Regions from separate parts of the Mus musculus genome. Here region 1 is linked to region 2. A link is a contact called in public Micro-C data. All regions are on one chromosome and are shown on one strand. The core of a region is the stretch at or near the end of the contact, and the rest is flanking DNA. Distances in the headings are between cores, read along the strand shown.

Evidence for each region. Hi-C and Micro-C count contacts between places; a contact is called where the count stands out from the background.
Region 1: a Micro-C map of embryonic stem cells shows a contact between it and region 2, with 2.7 times the contacts expected there. The contact joins the promoter of Ero1b here to the promoter of Ryr2 in region 2. A contact is called at or near these places in 1 of 39 promoter capture datasets (stem cell-derived epiblast-like cells) and 1 of 484 Hi-C or Micro-C datasets (embryonic stem cells).

What each region holds. Positions count from the first base shown.
Region 1 is chr13:12,564,129-12,567,765 of GRCm38.p6, reverse strand. It overlaps Ero1b (endoplasmic reticulum oxidoreductase 1 beta), which reads right to left and starts at 1,883. Exons shown (of 16, transcript NM_026184.2): 1 at 1,588-1,883. The coding sequence starts at 1,689.
Region 2 is chr13:12,105,215-12,108,490 of GRCm38.p6, reverse strand. It overlaps Ryr2 (ryanodine receptor 2, cardiac), which reads left to right and starts at 1,546. Exons shown (of 105, transcript NM_023868.2): 1 at 1,546-2,092. The coding sequence starts at 2,045.

The DNA of each region.
Region 1 (3,637 bases), core at 634-3,133, 460 kb before region 2:
TCAACAAATAGAATTACAGGTACATTATAAACCACTAATTACATGTGATTATTGGTAGCTAGAGAAACCTTAAGTGAAGCTTCTAGACTAGTGATTTTAAAAGTATACAATTAATTAATGACATATATCAAGCAAGAAAACAAGAAATCAGACTTTATTTAAAAGTTCTAAATGTAAGCTCCACTCAAGTCAAACACTCAAACTAGTAACTACAAAGTAACTTTGCTATTGACAGCCTAGGAAATTTATTTTTTCTAAATCTGATAGATACACCCAGAATCCTATCATAGTGTTTGCCAAGCCTGACTAAAGTATAGTGGAAAGAACAATTGCATCACAGACACTTACAAGGCTTGTTTAAAATTCTGATTCCTTGCTCAGTTCCAGATGGACTCAGCAAGCTCCACGTTTAACAAAAGGTTTCTTTTCCTTTCCCTTTCTTCCTTCTTTTCTCTGACTGGTTCATTGTTTAGTTTTTTGAGAGAGGGTCTTGCTATGTAGTCCTGGCTAACCCAGAATCTCAATATGTAGGCCAGCGTCCAACCTGCGGCAATCCTACTGTTTTTCCTACTGTTTGTGTTTTTTACCCCTGAGAGCTGAGGCTACAGGTGTATGCCACTGTTCCTAGCTGTTTATTTTTATCAAATCATTCAAGAGAACTCACACATGGACACAAACAGAATATTCTTGTATTCTAGGACTTCATGCTGGACACCATAACACCATGAACAAGGCAGAAAAACATGTTTACACGGTTACTCTCACAGTTACCATCATTTTTTTTTCTCTTAGCAATGAGTGTTAATTGCTTCAAACTGCATGCCCCTCATTATCAGGCCATCTGAGACACTTTTGTTTTTCTTCGGTTTTGGCTCTTCGAGCTAGCACTTTGCAGCAGGTGCAGACAAGATATAGCAGCATCTGGCAACCTGTTCAAACCTTCCTCACTAAAAGAGGCAGAGCTAACCTATCTCTTTTCAAGGCAAGAGGCTGTGCTTTGGCTTTCGAGTATGTAGTGAACACTTCAGTAATACCTGCCTAACCAAGGCAACGTCAAAGTCTACCGGACTGTCCAGCCAGCAAGCCTCACTATAGACTTAAGAAGCCCACAGTAGGGGCCTAGGCCCTCCAGTGTCATAACTGGGCTCACCTGGCATGCCACTTTGCATACGTAGGACAGGTGGATAATTATAAAGCGGGTAATGCCTATAGCTATCTCTAGAGCACAAGTTCAAGGAAATGAAGTAATGCCCCCTCTAGCCCAGGAAGAGGATGGAGGGTCTGCCTCCCTGTCATCTGAGGGAAGGATGTCAGAGGTTTGTGTCCCCAACACCTTCACCACTCAAGACTTGTGTCTCCCCGTCACCATCACAAAGATAAAGCCGCTAGCGCTTACTGGCCGTCACCATCTTCCTCTTCCGTAAACCATCACCACGCGTGTCGTGTCCCCGCGCCCGCCGCGCTTTACAGACGTTTCCCGCACTAGCCGGCGCGGTTCTCAATCCCTGGCTGGCCACTCGCACCTGCACCTCGGCCTCTCGGCGACGCCGGCGTGACCCGTCCCCTGCCTTTGGTCCTCGGGCTTACCTGAGTCTTGACCAGACTTGAGAGGAAGCTCAGGGTGACAAGCAGTTGCACCGCGGCCGCCGCCCCCTGCCCAGTAACGGCCCGGCGGAACCCCGGACTCATGGTGACCTCGGCCGCTGCCGTCGCCTCGGCCGATCGGGGCTGGGGAACGACGGCCCGCCGCGACGACGACAGCAGGGGGCAGTGCCTGGGAGCCGGGAGCCTCCAGGACCCGGGGTCTGAGCGCCGGTCTCGGGCAAGGAACACTCTACCGTTCGCAGCAGCAGCGACTGATGTACCAGTGCTGCGCGCCCCCGCTTCATCCCAGGAGGCCCCGCCCCCGGCGTCCTCAGTTATGATCACGCCCTCTGCGCAAAGCCTTCTGGGAGTTGTAGTCCCTGTAGCCCCTTGGGGCCCCCCCACAGTGGGAAGGTCTTGAAAATGGAGAACTACAGGCTCGGAGGTCGCTCTGCCTCCCTGAGGCGGGGCTCCGCGGCGGCCAATGAGGCGGGACCACGAGGCCTCCAAAACACCCAGGAGCAGGCGGGAGAGTGGGTGCTGTTTTAGGGGTTGGCCTGAGGTGGTGGAACCTCTGTTTCGTCGCTCTGAGAAACAAGACTGTCCACCCCCATCCCCGCAGGTCTTCAGGCACTATGCCAATAGCTCTTTGTCACCGCTTGACCTACTGGGGCCAGGATTTTCTCGCCAGGCCGGCCGAATCTTTGACTTGCTATTCCCAAGAGCTTTCTTTGCCTTTTTTCTCACCTCTGCAGCTACCTAAAACCACCTGGCATCTTGTCAGGAAGTCTTCAGCACCTCCTTCATGTCACATGCCCCAGAAGTATCATTGCTTGGTGTCTCCACTACTCCTCTACCAACACCAGAAAATCTATAATACATTTTAAAGGATGAAGGAAAACCCCAGTCTATACAGTGAAAAACGAAGAATCGGGATAAACGCACAGAAAAGCTTAAAGGGACATAGACTATCCCAAATGTAACACATTCTAGATGGTTTTGTGGTCTTAATTACACCTCAAATATTGTTCTGGGATTATGTAAGGTTATGTACATAAGCTTCCTGTAGTCCCTAGCAAATAAGTGATCAATTAATGGTAATCGCTAACTTTACCGATATTCCTGAGTTATAGGAAACTTACATTCAGTAGTATGTATCAATTTGTCATTGTTGATGTAACAAATGACCAGAAGGGTAGTGATTGAAAACAACCCCAATGTATTATCTTACATTCTGGAAGCCAGAAAACTAAAACAAACTGCATCCATTTGGAATATTCTAGAGAATAATGTTTCCTTGCTTTTTCTAGCTTCTATGGCCAATCAAATTCCTAGATTCAGGACCTCACATGACACAGTGGCATAGCCTGCTTTTGTCGTCTGTGCTTTCTGACCCTATCTCTCTTGTGTCCCTACATATAAAGACTTTCGATTGCATGGTGCTCACCCGGATAACCCAGGCAATTTCCTGATCTCAAAATCCTTAATCACATCTTCAAAATCTCCTCTGGCCTCTCTGGTAACATGAGAACATTCGCATCCATGATTCCATCTAGACCCACTGCATGATCTGTAGGGTCAGCCAGAAATGAAAGTCCAGGGGAAATGAGAAGACTTTTAAGGCGGAGACAACAGAACAATAAACCAGTCCAAGACCCTGGAACTTCACAGGCCATCTTCCCATGTCACCAGCTCCCTTTTCTCCACATAGCTAACAGAGAACTGTGTGCGACTTGCTTCTCAAAGCTGCCTTTCTATGCTCTTCATCGCTCTGCGCTTTGGGTATGCATGGGACTTTCCTCAGGTCCCTTTGTGCTGCAATTGGCCCAGATAATGTGTACATCATGGAACATAGCCATTTTTTTTAGTTATAAACTGCCTTATTTTTAAATTTCACATTTTAAATATCTGATATCAAGGGCAGAAACCATGCCTGTCATTCGGAGCACTTCAGGGCCTGTCACAAAGAAAAACTTGAGCTTTTCTATCAACTTTTCAATTGGTAGAAGAAAAACAAGTTTACAAAGATTATAATGGCACACACACCATTTGT
Region 2 (3,276 bases), core at 297-2,796:
TTTTCTAATTTACCTTTTGGATGGCTTAACTACAATCCTCTAGTTTCTTCCTCTAGTGACAGAAGAGTCTGCCAAGTTTTCAGGTAAGATGATGGGGGTACCCTTCTACAATACGGATATCCCACTATAAAATGAGAATATTTAAGGACAGATATTTATTTTTCTTGGAAATAGACAAAAACTTTAACTTTGTAAGGACGAAAATAGGAAAGGTGGAAACAAAATGTAACCCACCTGAAAATTTCTGGGCAGTTTTAATGATGTACCAGATGCTGTAACATGTGTAGCAGAGATAAGTTAACGCAAAATTATTTATTGTATAACTCCTGACTATGAGTAGGTTGGGCATGTGGGAACGTTGCTTTCTCTATAATTTTTTTTCAGTGATATAAATGAAAACACTTAGAACTGAGAAAACATGTGTTGGATTTCTTGTCCCAGTTGCTTCCGACATTTTATTTCTTAGTCATAGTTACATACTACTTTTAAAAACATTTATTTATTTATGTGTATGACGGCTGTGTGTGGAGGCTGAGGAGAACTTGGAGTTCTTTCTTCCCACCATGTGGGTCCCTGGAATTGAACTCATCTAGTCAGGATTGGTGGCAAGTGCCTTCACCAGCTGAGCCGGCTAGCTGGCTTACAGCAGCTGTTTTTAAAATGGAGATTTGATGGCTTATGATTACATGGAGCATTGTGAGATTTGGATCCGGCATTTGTGGAGGAATGTTTAACTTTGCTCTCTCACGGCAGATCGCGGATACCACGGTGTGAGTTTAGCGCATTCAGTGATCGGACTGGTCCTTAGCACACCATACTTTATTGTAATTTCTTGCGCAGGTGCATTATGAATTTGTGTGTCTTGTATCACAATGCATGGCAAGATGCCTACTTTGTCGTTGAATGCTGGGATTGTTGTGCTGTCGTTGAGTACTTTTTAATATATACTTATTTTATCTATGCATATGTGCCTAATAAATGTATGTGCACGAAGTACCTTCAGGTGCCCATGGAGGCCAGAGGGCACTGGGTCTCCTGGAACCAGAGTGACAGGTGGTTGTGAGCTGTCTCGCGTGGGTGCTAGGAACCGAGGCGCATCCTCTACAAGATCAGTGAGTGCTCTTCTTCAGCCTTCTCTCTCACCCCTGTTGCTGAATAATTTGTTAAAACTCCTCGACCATCCACACCAGGCCCCTTGTGGTGAGAACTTAATCTGTGATGAGTCTGGTGCATGCTGACTCAATAACTAAGAAAACCACCTCTATCTCGTATGGAGGGAGTCGAAGTGTAAATATCGATCACACGTAGAGGCTCCCCATTCTGTGCACCGGGGGAGAAGGAGAGTTCCCCGTGCAATCCAAAAGGCCTTAGAAATGGGTGGCAAGTACTGTAGCAGGGCTCAGCGGGAAGCTGAGCTCCTTGGACTTGAGGTCAGGAAGGGCACAGGTGCAGGGGATGGCTGAGCGCTCTGGCACGCGCCAGTTGATTCCCCAAGCAGCCAGTAAGCGGCACTGTGCCCCGGCGCTGGCGGCCGGAGGAGCGGGCTGCGGATTACCTGCAGCAGCCGGGGCTGGCAGCTCCTCCCCGCCCGCCCCCAGCCCGCCCCCGCCGCTGCACTAGCCCGGCTCCGCGGGCTCCGGGCACTCGCTGGCGGGAGCCGGGGCCGAGCGCGCCGGGCAGTGGGGCCTCCTCCCTGCGTCCTCACGCCGGGCTGCCCTCCTCCCGCACCGTGCGGCGCAGGGAGGCCCCGCGCCTCGGCCGCCCCCGCGTGCCCGCCTCCGCCGCGCTGCAGGGGGACCGACCGCTGGGCTCTCGGCACCAGCAGCGCGGCCCCCCGGGTGCCTCGGGCTCCTGGCTGTGGCCGCCGCAGGGGCAGCGACCCGAGTAGCAGCCGTTGGAGCCCCTAGAACATCCTGGTTAGCAGTGACTAGAGCGTCCAGAGAAGCCGCAGCAGCAGCTTCAGCAGTAGCAGCAGCAGCATAAGTGGCCGCGGTCGTGGGGCTCCGCCGGGCTCCGGAGCCGGCCGGGCCAGGAGCGCGGAGCCATGGCTGATGCGGGCGAAGGCGAGGATGAGATCCAGTTCCTGAGAACTGTAAGTGCCACGTCGCGGCGCGCATCTCCCAGGGGAAGGGGTGCCTGGGAGCCCCCCGCAGGGTCCCCGTAGAGTGACAACCGGCTGCGGGGCCGCCTCTGGTCCGCCAGAGGCGCCCCAGGGATGCTGGAGGGGTCTGCATCACCACATGTGTGCAGGTGTGCGGGTCTGCCCGGGGAAGGGCAGGACGCGTGTCTGTGCGCGCATGTGGAAAACCAAGAGGACTCAGTGCGGTGACAGCGTGGCGAGCCAGCGGGAGGCACCCGGGCGGGCGCTACCCAGCTGCGGGAGCTGAATTGGCCAGGGACCTCTTCGACCGACTCAGGCTAGGGTGCAGGGCTGCGTGTTCCGTGGGGCGCGCTTAGCGTGGCGGCTCTGGCTTTCGCCGTCCCTGGGGCTTCAGGGCTGAGTCTGCGCGCCGTCACGGAGTGAAGACATCGCAATCCGAGTACTTGGCGGTGTCGATCATATAGTGACTGGCCAGGGCTGAGAAGGCTGCCCCCAGGGTGCCCCCAAGTCGAGCAGATACCAATGCCATGGAGGCTTGCTCCGGTGGTCCCCACGGTTCCCGGCATGGTGCCATGCTGGTTTTCGTGACGACAGCTTGCAGAGCGCATTGGAACCGTGTGTGTGTGTGTGTGTGTGTGTGTGTGTGTGTGTGTGTGTGTGTGCATGTGTGTGTGTGTGTGAGTGTGCGTTCCTGTGTGTTGTGTGTGTGTGTGCACGGACCGCATGAAAGAATTTACAGAGGCTGAGCATCATGAACATGTGTCGTTCTTTAAACGCTGGCTTGTTGAATACCGAGTGCAGCCAAGTGAGTGCCTGCAAGCAAGTGATGTTTGTCTGTGTGTTTCTGTGTGTGTGTGTGTGTGTGTGTGTGTGTGTGTGTGTGTGTGTGTACAAGGGGAGGGTGGCTGCTCGGGATTTCCACATAGTGTGGTAGGCAGGGAAAGATCGGCCTCACTCTAATAAGATTCCAAGTGCCACTTGGCGCTGCTGCCTTCCTTCCTGATTGTTCTACACTGCAGATACTTCCTAGCCGCTTGCTCACCTCCAAACCTTTGAGCCTGCTCAAGCGCCAAAGAAGTGCAAGAAGCCCCTATCACATCAGTCTGCTTAGCCTTTTCTGCATCGTCTCAGTCTTTCCTTCCTTACCTCTCCTCTTTTCCCAAGACTATCCCCCT